Regions from separate parts of the Mus musculus genome. Here region 2 is linked to region 1. Evidence: chromatin contacts called from public Hi-C data. All regions are on one chromosome and are shown on one strand. Each heading gives the region's core, a stretch centred on a gene start, on an enhancer-like site or on the middle of the called end of the contact. The rest is flanking DNA. Distances are from core to core; before and after follow the strand shown. Region 1 overlaps Dse (dermatan sulfate epimerase). Region 2 overlaps Gm26564 (a long non-coding RNA gene).

What was found. Hi-C and Micro-C count contacts between places; a contact is called where the count stands out from the background.
Region 2: a contact with region 1 is called in a Hi-C map of bone marrow-derived macrophages, with 1.9 times the contacts expected there. The contact joins two enhancer-like sites. A contact is called at or near these places in 3 of 15 datasets of contacts at CTCF or cohesin (CD8 T cells, embryonic stem cells and pro-B cells), 29 of 484 Hi-C or Micro-C datasets (the 63-12 cell line, the AML12 cell line, B cells and 11 more), 6 of 115 datasets of contacts at active chromatin or transcription factors (bone marrow-derived dendritic cells, embryonic stem cells and memory CD8 T cells) and 3 of 9 other capture datasets (adipose tissue, liver and pancreatic islet).

Annotation. Positions count from the first base shown.
Region 1 is chr10:34,156,095-34,162,917 of GRCm38.p6, reverse strand. It overlaps Dse (dermatan sulfate epimerase), which reads left to right. Exons shown (of 6, transcript NM_172508.3): 3 at 1-182; 4 at 2,710-2,949; 5 at 6,802-6,823. Among named protein-coding and RNA genes, the nearest start is that of Calhm6, 32 kb to the right of the region's middle. Within about 2 kb of position 3,922, at least 4 of the 459 cell types and tissues checked have an H3K27ac peak or open chromatin away from gene starts, as enhancers often do. A contact at or near this core is called in bone marrow-derived macrophages, where this site is marked.
Region 2 is chr10:34,245,235-34,252,057 of GRCm38.p6, reverse strand. The region is part of intron 1 of Gm26564 (a long non-coding RNA gene); the gene reads left to right. Among named protein-coding and RNA genes, the nearest start is that of Tspyl1, 34 kb to the left of the region's middle. Within about 2 kb of position 2,652, at least 35 of the 459 cell types and tissues checked have an H3K27ac peak or open chromatin away from gene starts, as enhancers often do. A contact at or near this core is called in bone marrow-derived macrophages, where this site is marked.

The DNA of each region.
Region 1 (6,823 bases), core at 2,673-5,172:
CTTCTTATACAACTACCTGAGCAAGACACAGCAGGAGACATTCCTGGAAGTGATTGCCAATGCCTCGGGCTATATGTATGAAACTTCCTATAGAAGAGGATGGGGGTTCCAGTACTTGCACAACCACCAGCCCACCAACTGCATGGCCTTACTCACTGGAAGTCTCATTCTGATGAACCAAGGTGTGTATGTTATCCTAACACAGTCAGAGCATTGCCCAAGCCACTGTCAGTCATAGCTGCCATGGGAGAAACACAAGCATTGTTTCTCACTGTCCTTAGGTACATGTTAATACTTGAGTCCAAATTAAGTCTACAGATGAAATTGCATTCAGGGCATCTTTGAGGTAACTAAGGACATGTAACTTTTAAAATGCCAGCTAGTTCTATTAGCCTGCAGTTTTCCTAAATCTGGCTAATAACTGTCCCAGACCAAAACCCTGCAGCACAGGATCAGTGATAAGCACTAATTTTTCGGGAGAATTCTGACAGTGGAAGACTGTCAACCTAAAAAAAAAAAAATGGAAGTTTTTAAAAGCTTAGTAGGTTTTAAATTTGAAAGTGTATATTCCTAGCATGCAGGTGGGTGAACCAAATACAACTGCCTCCACTCAAACACACACACACACACACACACACACACACACACACAAACCTTCAGAACACAGGTCAGAGTTGGAAGCAGTTTTTGTTGTTTGCGTCGTTACTTTTTATTAGTATGTCACTGAAGCCTTATTTTTTCCATAAGCATTTTATTTTGCTGGGAATGTGGGTTAGTAGTAGAGTCTTCCTAGTATTAGAATATTAAATATATCATTGGAATATTAAATATATCCTTGGAATATTAGATATTAAATATTAGAATACTAAATATATCATTGGAACATGGAGAATAACTGAAGCCTTATATTGCCTGTAAGCATTTTATATGGCTGGGAATGTAGGTTCGTGGTAAGGTCTTTCTAGCATGTGCAAGCCCCTGTGCTCAGTCCCAAAAGGAAGAAAGGAGAGAAAGAAGGAGAAAATGTGAAAGAATTAACACTTTATTGATTATCCAGCAAGACCTTGCCATATCTAGCTTTCTCCCTGTTGTGTCTGCCAGCCATCACTTGTAATCAAGTCTCAAAAGAAAAGCTTCAATTGACAGCTTGAATATTATACTGATGGTTTTCCAGACTGCAGAGTGTGTTGGTAGACATTGGAGTGATAGCTAGTGAAAGAACATAGAGAGAAAGCCAGGTAGTGTGGTATCAGTGGAGTGATAGCCAGGCTGTAGATGCCAGCCACATCACTCTGGCTGGAAATGGAAAACACAGGAAGAAAAGTGACTGTAGGTAAGGAGAACTGCTGGAAAGGCTGGAGCTGTGTCGTAGCAAGAACCAGATAGCACTGGCTACCTCTGTACAGCAAAGTATGAGGGCAGGATGATCCTTCGGGCCTGAGGGACATGGTGTATGCTGGGACCTGGAGTCACTGCTGACCTGGCAAGCTAGCCCATTGCCTAGCAGTCCTGTGGTAATGTGATCAGCAGAGGCAGGGCACACATGCTTATAAGGTAAGTAACAGTCTCCACCATATTAGAAGGCAGAAAGCTCATCCTTTTCCTGTTACTGTGAGTGTCTAAAATGAGCCACCAAAACAAGCAAGGCTTCAAACCTTAGGTTCAGATTAGAATTCTGCTCATTTTGAGTCATGGACTCAAGGCCTGGAATAAGCCAACTTTTCTGTAGTGTGGGAACAATAAGGGGTAAAACAGCTTGTTGAAAGGATTAAATCTGTTCAGTGCTGTATAGACTGTAACAAGAGGGGTTACTGTTACTTAAGTGGGAGAGTTCTGGAAAGCTCACATTTCTCTATCTAAGGATTTTGTGAACATAATCTTCAGTGGAAAAATTAAACAATGTGATCCTGTGAAGGAAAACCTACTCACAGTCACAAGGCTCGCCCTTGACAAACTTAGATTTCCTAGCTGATTCATGTCACTATTAAATTTCTACCTCATCATTCTGTGAAATCTGAAAGCACAGAAAAATCAGAGTTGTCTCCTGTGATGGGACAGGCTAAGGAAAGTATTTTTGTGGGTTATTATGTCAGAAGTTTGGAAAAGTGATGACCTTCCAATCAATCAATCAATCAATCAATCAATCAATCAAACCAAAACACAAAAACCAGAAAACAAAAACCCAAAAACCATATTTAAGAACTTTTAGGAAAGCATATACCAAATTTCCATGCAAGTTGTAATGCAGTGTGTGTGTGTGTGTGTGTGTGTGTGTGTGTGTGTGTGTGTGTGTGTGTGTGTGTGAAAGAGAGAGAGAGAGAGACTTTAGTTTATTAAAAATTGAATAATTACTTGGTTCTCACTGAAGGGTTTATTTAACTAGTAAATGGCCTACTTGCTAGTAATACTTAATATTTCATAGTAAATACTTAATATTTATTAATCTTAATATCTAATAGTAAATATTTAATATACATATCAAATAGTATTTAATAATGTAATAGTAAATGTTTTAAAACTTCTTAACCTACACATCATGGACAAAGTAGGAAAGGGTGTTATTTATCATGTTGACAAGAGCATTAAAAAAATGTGTGATTTGTAATCATATACTCTGTTCAGGTTCACTGTAGAGTTTTGTGTAAAACATGTACACATATTTTTAGTCATGTTCTGTTTTAGCCTTTAGTCATTATTTTCATCTTTCAGGGTACCTTCAGGAGGCCTATTTATGGACCAAGCAAGTTCTAAGCATCATGGAGAAGTCTCTGGTCTTGCTGCGAGAGGTGACAGATGGCTCTCTCTATGAAGGAGTTGCATACGGCAGCTATACCACTAGATCCCTGTTCCAGTACATGTTTCTTGTTCAGAGGCACTTTGACATCAACCACTTTGGCCATCCATGGCTTAAGCAACACTTTGCCTTTATGTATAGGACCATCTTGCCAGGTATAGTGAAAAAGGAAAACATCATTTCTGACTATGAATATGAGCTAGAGTTGACAAAGAAATGAGCTTGGGGATAGGGTGGGGAGGCTTGTCTACTGAGATGCAAGTTTCTTTTTCATCCAAGAAAATTTTAAGACATTAAAATTTTGGGAGCACAAATGAAGCTTTGCAGTTTCAGTATTTTATTTGGAATATAATGGATCAAGTGTCATTTCTCTCCTGCCATAGCACTTCCATTATGTATTTAAACTTGATAGCCATAAACTTGTTTTCATGAAGCTAAACAAGATATAGGCATTAATGATTGCACTTCCCTTCTTTTTCTGAGATCTGTGCTTAAGACTATTGTAGATTTGGGTTTTAAGCTTTTTCATTCAAACTGTAAAGATTTGAAATAAATAGTAGAAAAAAATATATATAGCATTTGAAGCTTAGTGTTTTCTTTGAGTGTTTTAGTAAGCCAGTGGTAGAATGCTCGCTAAACATAAGACCCTGGTTTAATCCTAGAAAGAAAAAAGTAATATAACCACAAAATACCACTATATATAATTAAATATTGTAATATATGTTACAGAATATAGAGAACAAAACAAAATGCTATGAAACTTTAGTGATAATCTCCTATCTCGTTGTATATCTAAAAATGTGTATAATTATTTATATGATTTGCTAACTTACTCATTTCTAAGACATCTTTATAATTCTCCTTTCTAAAGCAAGACTAAGATCAGAAAATTTAGGAAGTAAATTTTCATCAGGGTAAATTTTCTTCCCTTGGGAAATACAATTTTTTATAATTCTGATATCCTAGTTTCTTTTCTGTTCTGATAAAATACACTGACAAAAAGCTACTTAGAAAAGAAGAAGGTATTTTAGCTTATAATAATTCCAGAGGGATCAATCCATCATGACAGAAAAGACATGGCAACAGGATAGGATGACTTGACAACAGGAGGGGGAAGTTGGCTGAACACATCATGTCTATATATAGGAACCAGAGAAAGAGAGAGCAGAAAGCTTGGCCAGGCTATAAAGTCTCAAAGCCTGTCCCCCAGTATCATACTTCTTCCAGCAAGACTCCTAAAACTTCCATAACTTCTCCAAACACTGATACCAGCTATGGACTGGGTGTTCAAACATATGAGCCTATGGTGAACATTTCATATTTAATCCATAACAGTTTTATCAGCTTGATACAACATTGAGTCTCAAAGAAGGATTATCTAGATTAGGATGATGTGTGAACATGTCTGTGGTAATTGTCATGATTAAATCATCTGCTCACTGTGAGTGACACCATTCCCTAGGAAAGGGCTTCTGGACTACATGAATGGAGAAATGTAGCTGACCATTAGTATACATGCATCAATTCACTGCTCTCTGCTTCTGACTACGAATGCAATGTGACATGCTGCTTTGAGTTCTTGCTGCCTTGACTTTTCCACAATAATAGGTTGTAACCAGAAATTGTGATCCTCATAAGCCTTTTCTCCATTATATTCCTTTTCTTCAGCAACAAGAAATAAAACTAAAGACAGTGATTCTAGAATAAAACAAAGAATACAATATTTAAATCTTTGTGCTCTGTATATATGTATGTAGACTAGACAGGCTCTCCCCTTATTAGATTAGTTATCCATAAATTAATGCAGCAGCCAAGAATTGGCACAGGTACAATGCTTGTCATGCAGGTACAGGAACCTGGGTTTGAATTGAATTTCTGGAACCTATACAAAGCCAGACTCAGTATCAGGATCTGTTATTTCAACACTTGTCTAGGGAAATGAAAGTTGTAGGCTATGTAGCCTGGAATCCACAGTGGTTAGCAGCAAGAGATCCCATCTAAAACAAAGGGAAAGTGACCTGACATCTAAGATGGTTTTCTTCCCTAACTCCAGTAATGATACCTGACTCTGATTCTTGCCTTTTTTTACTTCCTAAAGGAAGTATGTATTCTGGCAGTATGTATTAACAGAGGCTTTCCTGGGAATTCAGTTTTTGTCTTCACCCTGATAAGCAAATTCAGTTTTACTCTATTGGAAGCCAAACTGAAGCACCCTACATTCTTCTTTTTAAAAATTGGATATTTTCTTTATTTACACTTCAAATGCTATCCCCTTTCCCAGTTTGCCCTCCAGAAACCTCCTATCCCATCCCCTTCTTCCTCTGCTTCTATGAGGGTGCTCCTCCACCCACCCACCCACTCCCACCTCCCTGCCCTGGCATTCCCCTACACTGGGGCATTGAGCCTTCACAGGACCAAGGACCTCTCCTCCCATTGATGCCTAACAAAGGCCAACCTCTGCTACCTATGTGGCTGGAGCCATGGGTTCCTTCATGTGTACTCTTGGTTGGTAGTTTAGTCCCTGGGAGCTCTGGGGAGTCTGGTTAGTTGATATTGTTGTTCCTCCTATGGGGTTGCAGACCCCTTCAACTCCTTCAGTCCTTTCTCTAACTCCTCTATTGGGACCCCATGTTCAGTCCAGTGATTGGCTTCCAGCATCCATCTCTGTATTTGTCAGGCTCTGGCAGAGCCTCTCAGGGAGATAGCTATATCGGGCTCCTGTCAGCAAGCACTTCTTGGCATCTGCAATAGTGTCTGGGTTTAGTGACTTGCTTTTCTGGTGGAATATGGCTATCTAGGGTTTGCTGTAGTGGGAGAACTGGGTTCTGATGATGCCAAGTAACCTTGGTTTCTGTTGCTTATATTCTTGTGCTTGCCTTTCACCATCTGGTTATCTCTAGTGCTACTTGCCCTCACTGTTCTCTGACTGGAACCTGTCCCACTTGTGCTCCTGGTTGTGTCAGAACTCAGAGTTCAGTTGTCTCTCTGATCGTGTGATTTTGGGATCCTGGGATCCTGAGATTCTGGGTGTGTCAGAGCTTCGGGGCATCAAGCTGCCTCTGGGGCCCTGAAATCCTGGTGTGACCAAGCTCCTGAGATCCTGTTGTGTCAGAGGTCCTGGGAGTCGAGCTCTCTCTGGGTGTTGCAGAAGTGGGTGGGGAGTCAGAGCCCTGGGTTTGCTCTGGGCACAGGTACAAGCTGGAAGGAACCTGTGCCTCTGGCTGGGTGGGGATTTGTGTTTCCCTGGTTCCTGAGGGGGTCCCAGTTCCGGTGGGTGTTGAGAAAGATGTTGTGGCCTCAGCTGTGATCTTTAGTGTGTCAGAGCTCCAGTGCTCCTGGGTTTGTCTAATCTCTTGGGAGTGGAGCTTCCTCTGTGATCTTGTGATCCTGGGCAGTTCAGAGCAGTTGGGAGCTGGGCTCTCTCTAGGTCTTGTAGGAGCAGAGCAGCTCAAAGTGCAGGTTCAGACCAGAAGGAACCCGTGCCACTGGCTGGATGGGGGGCAGGGGGGGGGGATCCTGGATCCTGGGGATGCCAGTTACTCCAGGTGTTGGGGAAGATGTTGTGGCCTCCTCACCTGTAATCCTGGGCATGTTAGAGCACCTGAGAGTTAAGCTTCCTCTTGGTGTTGTGGGCCTGAGCACCCTACATTCTTAGCTTGGCCTAGAAGTCGAGTTGAGATGCAGAAAATCCTAGTGCTCATTACAGCTTCAGGACTACATCTGATGGTGTCTGTCCTAGATACAAGCTTAATCATTCATAGCATGGGCATTGAGAGTGAGGAAGGGAGCCAGTGTGTGCCACAACTGTTACCAACAACAGATACCAGCTTTCAAGGCGATTATAGTAAATCTGGTATGGCACAGGCCACGAATGTCACAGATTTGTTTACTTTTATCTAAGATAAACTATTTATTGTAATTTTAAAATAGACGTGGTGATCATTGTTTGGACTATTCTAGTAATATACAGTTTTAAATTCAATCTTTCAAACTTTTTCCGCCCACAGGGTTTCAGAGAACTGTAGCCAT
Region 2 (6,823 bases), core at 1,403-3,902, 90 kb before region 1:
AATGTTTCATAGGAGTCTAGTACCTTACTGAAATTCGAATATCAGATTCATAGTTTTACTACTTGCTTGCACTCTCCATATCTTAGTGTTTTCTAAAAAGTCAGTAGAGATTTTTCTTTCCATTCCTCTTGTAAAGTGAAAATCACTTGTCAAGTGTCAGCCAGCTTTTAAACACAGTACATTCTTTCCCCACTTGCTAGTAAAAACATGTCATTGATACAGTCGGGGATTCTGTTCCTGAAGGGATATAGCCAATCATATTAGGTCATTGTACCATTGTGTGGATAACTGATTTAGATGCCTCTTTTTTTTTTCTAATTAGGCAGTAAAATTCATACTCAATTATCTAGAAAAATAAAGAATCCAATAAAAGCAATGCATGTAATGAAGATACTCGATCTCATTTTTAACTGGTTCTTTGAGAATTTCAGACAATGTGTTTTAATTACTTTAACATCTCTCTCACTTCCTTTCACATCTACTTCCTTTCTCCTCTGATCCAACTTTATATCTTTTTAGAATTTTATTTTTAACCCATCAAGTTCAAGGTGTACTGCCCATATATTCTTGCATGTGTGGCTTTCCATGGAAGGGTGGTTGGCCCACCAGGGATTATATTCTTAAAGAAAACTGACTTCTCTCCAGGTTGGGATTTTATCTAACTTGAGCTTCCAAAGGTCTTGTGCATGCTGTCACAACTGCTGAGTTCATACCTACAACTACCAAGCTGTGTCCAGAAAATAGTGCTTCCATTCACTACCTCTGGCTCTTACCTTTTTTTCATAGTCTCTTCAGCAATGATTCCCAAGTGTTAGGAGGACAAAACATGCTATCTACATTTCATTTAGGGCTGAGCATTCTGCAGTCTCTTAATCTCTGAATGGTGAACAGTCATGGTTCTCAGTTAATCACCATCTACTGAAAATAGAAATTTCTCTTATGAATGTTGAAGGGTGCATTAATCTGTGGGTATAGCAACAAGTCATTGGTTGTTTTTAATACTATGTCAATTTAGCTGTATAGTAGTAGTATGTTCTCTTCTGTGGCCTATAACCTATCTAACCACAGGTCCATGGTCCAATAATGATGGTCCACTTTGTGCATGTATGTGGTGTGTGTGTGTATGCTGTGAATTAGGCAATTTCTACAATAGGTATTCATATAGTGTAGGTCAACCCAAAAATGGTTACTTCCATGATGATGCTCATGCCATTATTGCACCAGTGGCTATTGTTGCCAGACAAGCCATTATTGCAGCTTGTAGGATTCACAGTTGGAATGCTACAAGAGTGATGATTATTTTTCTCCTCTAGTACCATGCAGAGTTCCTTCCAGCACTATGGAAGCTAGCCAGTAGAGATTAAGCTTCCAGATCAGGGCAAGCTTGATTTCTCCCTATTCTATGGTTCAAATATGTGGTATCTTCAGCAAGAGGGTATTATTATCAAGTTCTGGCAGGTAACCAAGAGCACTGACAATAGCCTGTAATATTTGGAGGGTAAGGGGACCTCACTGACAAAAGACTCCAGAGGAGATAACCCATACCTAGCACAAAGATTTTTATTCATTAGCCTGGGCTGTCTAGTGGGACATTGGTTGCCCAATTGTAGGGTAAATACATTTTAACTATTTGTGTTTGTGTGTGTGTGTGTGTGTGTTTAGAAACTTCTACAATAGTAGATTCCCATAGGACTTTAGTTTTATTTATCCATCACCATATTCCCTCCTCTACCTTCCCTGAATCAAGAACCTCAGCATAACATTTGATACCCGGAATCTGTTAGAGAAGAAAGTAGTGAGTACACACTTGGATTCATTGTCTCAGGAGGGCTTTCTGAATAGGACCCTGATAGCACAGGCATTAAGATCAACTAATAAGTGGAACTTCCAGAAACTAAAAAGCTTTTGTACAGCAAAGGACACCATTACTTGAGTGAAGATACAGCCTACAAAATGAAAAAAAAAAATTCTTTACCAGCTCTACATGTAACAGCGGGTTAGTATCTAAAATATACACAGAATTAAAAAAAAAACTAAACATCAAGAAAACAAACAACTCAATTTTTAAAAAATAGATATGGAAGTTAAGAGAGAAATCTCAAAAGATAAAACACAAATGTCCAAGAAGCATTTTTAAAAAATTGCTCAACATCCTGAGCCAATAGGGAAATTCAAATTGTAGCTACTATGATACTTCATCTTACTTGAGTCAGATGACTAAGTTGGGGGGTGGGGGGGGGGATGTGGCTGTGAACGTAAAGAGGAACAATTCTTCAGTGGTGGGAGAAGGACAAAGCAGTGCTGCCACTATGAACATCAATCAATGTGGAGCTTCCTCAAAAAGCTAAAATTAGACCTACCACAAAACTCGGCTATGCCACACTTGGTAATGAGTATTTCTTCACTAGAAATGTAGCCAAGAAATTATAGTGCTATTATTGTATGCTTTAATTATGCATAGACTTGTTTTTAAATGTTCTTGTCCAAGCTGTATAGATAATGGGAGTAACGCTTGTACAAACATGAGGAATGAGTCCAATCTTTAGAATTCATATTTTTAAAACAAAAATTCCAGACATGGGTCTGGAGAAACTGATGAGTGGTATGATAACTGGCTTCTCTTCTGGAGGATCCAAGCTTGATTTCCCACACTTATATGGTAACTCAAAATCATCTATAACTCTGGCTCCTGGAGATCTGGTGCATTATTTTGGCCTCCACAGGCATCAAACATGGTGCACAAATATACATTCAGGCAAAGCATCTGTATGCATAAGTAAAATAATAGTGTACACACCTGAAAACTCCTGGAAAGGTGGCAACAGACAGAAGCCTGGGGTCCACTGTCCAGCCTGGCTTACTTGGTGTGTTTCAGGCCAGGGAGAGAGCGCTCCAAAAAAAAAAAAAGATGGGGAGTTTTATATATATATATATAGCTCAGCAGGTAAAGGCTCCTGCCACCAAGCCTGATCTGAATTCAGTCTCTATCCATTGTAGATAAAGAGAACCAACTTCCACAGGATATGCTCAGACCTGCACACATGTACTGTGTAACGTGCATTCACACAATACGTACTCACAAAATAAATAAATAAATAAATTTTAAAAATGAAATTAAAAAAAAAAGAAACAAGTGGCAAGTGAGATGGCTCAGTAGGTAAGGTGATTGCGGCTAATCGTGACCACCGGAGTTCAATCCCCAGGACCCACATAACAGAAGGAAAGAACTGACTTCTGCAAGTTTTACAAAATGTACTTATTTTTGGTTGTGAGCCTAGCCTTTAACGGCTGAGCCATCTCTCCAGCCCAAAATGTACTTATTTTTATCACGTTTCCAAAACTTCGTGTTACTATAATGTATTTCATTCATTTTGGTTCTAACATAATAGAATTCCACAGCATTTCATGTGTAGTGAACAGCACCAACAAACTAAGAGATTCTGAAGATAATTTAAGTCTACTTAAAAATAATGGGAAACTTATTTTAAAACATAAAAGCACAGCGTATCAGTTGATATAACTCATAGTTCAAGAGAGATGTAAGTTGGTTCTGAGTTGTAGTTAATTTTGTGTGGGACTCCTATGAGGGAAGATGCACACCATCCTGTCTGTCCTGGGTGCATGTTTTTATAATGTCTTTTTCATTGTTACTGGGTTTTTGGTCTTTCTGTTTCTCACATCCCAGTCTAATGCCCCAATTGTACTTACAGGGGCATTTTAAATGAGTAGCTATTTTTAGTGGTTGGTTTGTCTGACTTATTCCTCCTTTCTGGGTCCCTTGTTGTTTCCCTGCCCCACGCAGCAAAGCTATAGCTAATTAATAATCCTCAGAAGCAAATCATGAAGCAAAAGAGAAAAGGCTTTCCTACTTATGAGAAGCAACTCAGCAGCTTCAAGAACCCACCTGTTTGTCTTCCCAGGACCTCAAGGAGTTTCTTCCCACCTATACAGGAAACCAAAGTCTCAGAGCTGTCTGCTGGCTCCCTTTCCTGCTAACTCTGTGACCACTTTGATGTGACTTTAATATATTATGTTGTCATCCTGCCATTGGCGAGTAGACAGATTTTTCTTTAATTTTGGGCTTGAAGCCAAGACATATGCAACAAATTGCAGGATCTAGCGACAAAGACATTTTGCTTATTTTCCCTTTTCTGTTGTAACAGTGAATGAAAGCTGGCAGTTTAGACCAGTTACAGCAAGGTCAAATAGCCTCACGTGAAACCCTCACTGCATGCCACCCCCCTTTTATAGCTTTTCAAATTGAATCTGTGAGTTTTCTGAGCTGTTACCCTAAAGTCAGGGTAAACATAGCTGCCTTTGAAGAGCAGGGTGGAAAGAGGTTACATAAGTCTGGCCTGTATGAGGTCCTGAGGGTTGCGTGTGAGCAATGATGTGTATAAAACACAAAGAGAACCTGGCTTAGGCAAAGGCCAGTAGCAGGCCAACACCATGTGGGCCCTACCACCCATTGTCCCCTCTCATTCATATTCAACAAGTCTGAAGCAAACAAGCTGAGACTCAACCCTTTGTCCCATTTCACTGATAGCCTTACCCTTCTCTTTGCCTCATAGATGTTAAGTTACTCTTCTAGCGGTCCCTTGCTGTCCATTCATTTTGCCAAAATTGTGTGTAGTGCAGGCTCCTCCGTTGGTTGTATATGGATGTACACGCTGCCTCCTACCAGCTGATCCCTTTTTATATTTGTACTTCAGGGCACTAACGAAGAGTAGTTCTGACTCCTTCGCATGACAGTTGGAGAGCAAATAGAGACGCACACCACCCGTTATAAGGCTGTGTGTGATTTTAGAAGTAGAATTTAAAGGAAGAAACCTGCCCAGGGGAGAGACTAAGACCAGGTGTCCACTAGCCCAGGGTTATGTTTGGTAGCATCAGAGGAGTCCCCCCAGACGCCAGAGTCCTCCCTGTAAAGAGGTGAGTTTTCTACAAAGAACAAGTCTGTGTAAGTCTTCAAGTTGCCTGAGCTTTGAGATTTTCAAGGCCTCACTTTCCAATATTGTTTTACTGCTAATGTGGGGTGTGTTCTGGATGATTTCAAATAATGCCCACCACAAGTTGTGCCTTGCATGATCAGTTATCGCTTCTTCAAGCAGTGATCTGAAAGATCTCATCTCTTTCACTCATGGGCACACTTCCATGAAAGACATAGCCCCTCTCTCTTTTAGATTAGAGCAACTACACAAAGCAATGCTCTTTCTATCCTTGTACTTTTAATCTGCTGTTTTGTTTGTTTGGTTTTTTTGTTTTTTTGGGTTTTTGTTTGTTTTTCTACACAAAACTTAATACTTTGCATAGCAACTAGGATGTGTAAAGATGGTCTCTTGCACACTTCTCTTCATCACACTCTGATTTTGTGTTGTGGAATTGTCTTCTACTTAAGGACAACAACTCTCTATTTCATAGCTCTACTTCATAAATATACAGTCCATTTTTATATATTTTTTATCATTTAAGGCAAACATTTAAGTCATTTTCTGGGACTATCACTGTGGTAATTAGGAGACAGGGCTCACCCTAGAGATTTGAGAAGAGGAAGGCAGGAAGCCTGAGGAGTAGAGGTTGTGGAAAAGAGAGAAGAAAATATGACATAAGTGTTTCCACCACATAGTTTCTCCTTTGAGACACACACACACACACACACACACACACACACACGAAATGTCTTACAGGCTGCTTGTACCAAGAGTGTTATAGTGTCCTGCCTGGGCTGTCATTTAGTGTCCTAGCACCCTATGTCCTCAGGGTGAATGCTGAGGCAGCCAAGTCCTGACTCACTTTAATCAGACTCTGTGCCTCTTTCATTTGGCCAAGAAACTGTAACGTTCTCTCTTCATTTGTCAAACACAAGTCTATTAGGCAGTCCCTGAAACAGGACTAAGTTTTAGAGCATGAATTTAGGTGAAAACTTAATGGAAAGGAAAGTAAAATGTGTCAGAGTCTAAATGAGGAAAGTGTGTGTGTGTGTGTGTGTGTGTGTGTGTGTGTGTGTGAGAGAGAGAGAGAGAGAGAGAGAGAGAGAGAGAGAGAGAGAGAGGAAGAAGCCAAAGAAGGAAGAATCCAAACTAAAACAGACCTAAGTAGACTATTCAAAAAGATGGTTAGTTGTACAGTTAGACTCTCACGATGTTCACAAAGCTCACCCTAGAAGTCATCTATATATAAGTGACCTCCTGCATAGGCCTTTCAACCATAAGAAAGATTGGTGGGGTCCATAAAGAAAACTGTGATTGAAGTTTATGGTGCATGTAGTAAACACGAGGGAAACAGACAAACAAGGAACAGAAACGTTGTGGACAGGTCCCTGCAGCTGTCCTTCATCCTTCACCTTCCTCCTGAAGCTTTGTCCTTCACCAGTGTAGTCTGGTTTATCACCATCACTTAGTAAATTGCACATCACAAAGAGTAAGCTGTTGGTCCTTGAGGCACAAACAACAGCAAGCCAAGGTTTAACCAGATTATGTCCTCGTAGAAAATTTAAGACATTTTTTATGGATTCTTCTCTCTTTGCTCTCACCATGTGACCCATAAGGGAAAGGGAGGTTAAGCTAAAGACACCATCAGATTAAACTTCAGAGCCCCCAGCTGTGACCTGCAAGACCCTAACTTTAGCCCTAAACAATCATTCTACCTTTAAGAAAAGGTGGGTTTACAAAATGGTGCATTGTCAGGACTCAGTAAGTGGCATGCTAGAAGAGGCAACCCTGGATTCTGGGGATGCTCTGGACTACCGGACTTCAAAGTGTTCTCAGAATAACTTGACTCCAAAATGCACTGCTTCTTATCAATGTGCACATTAGCGCCGCCC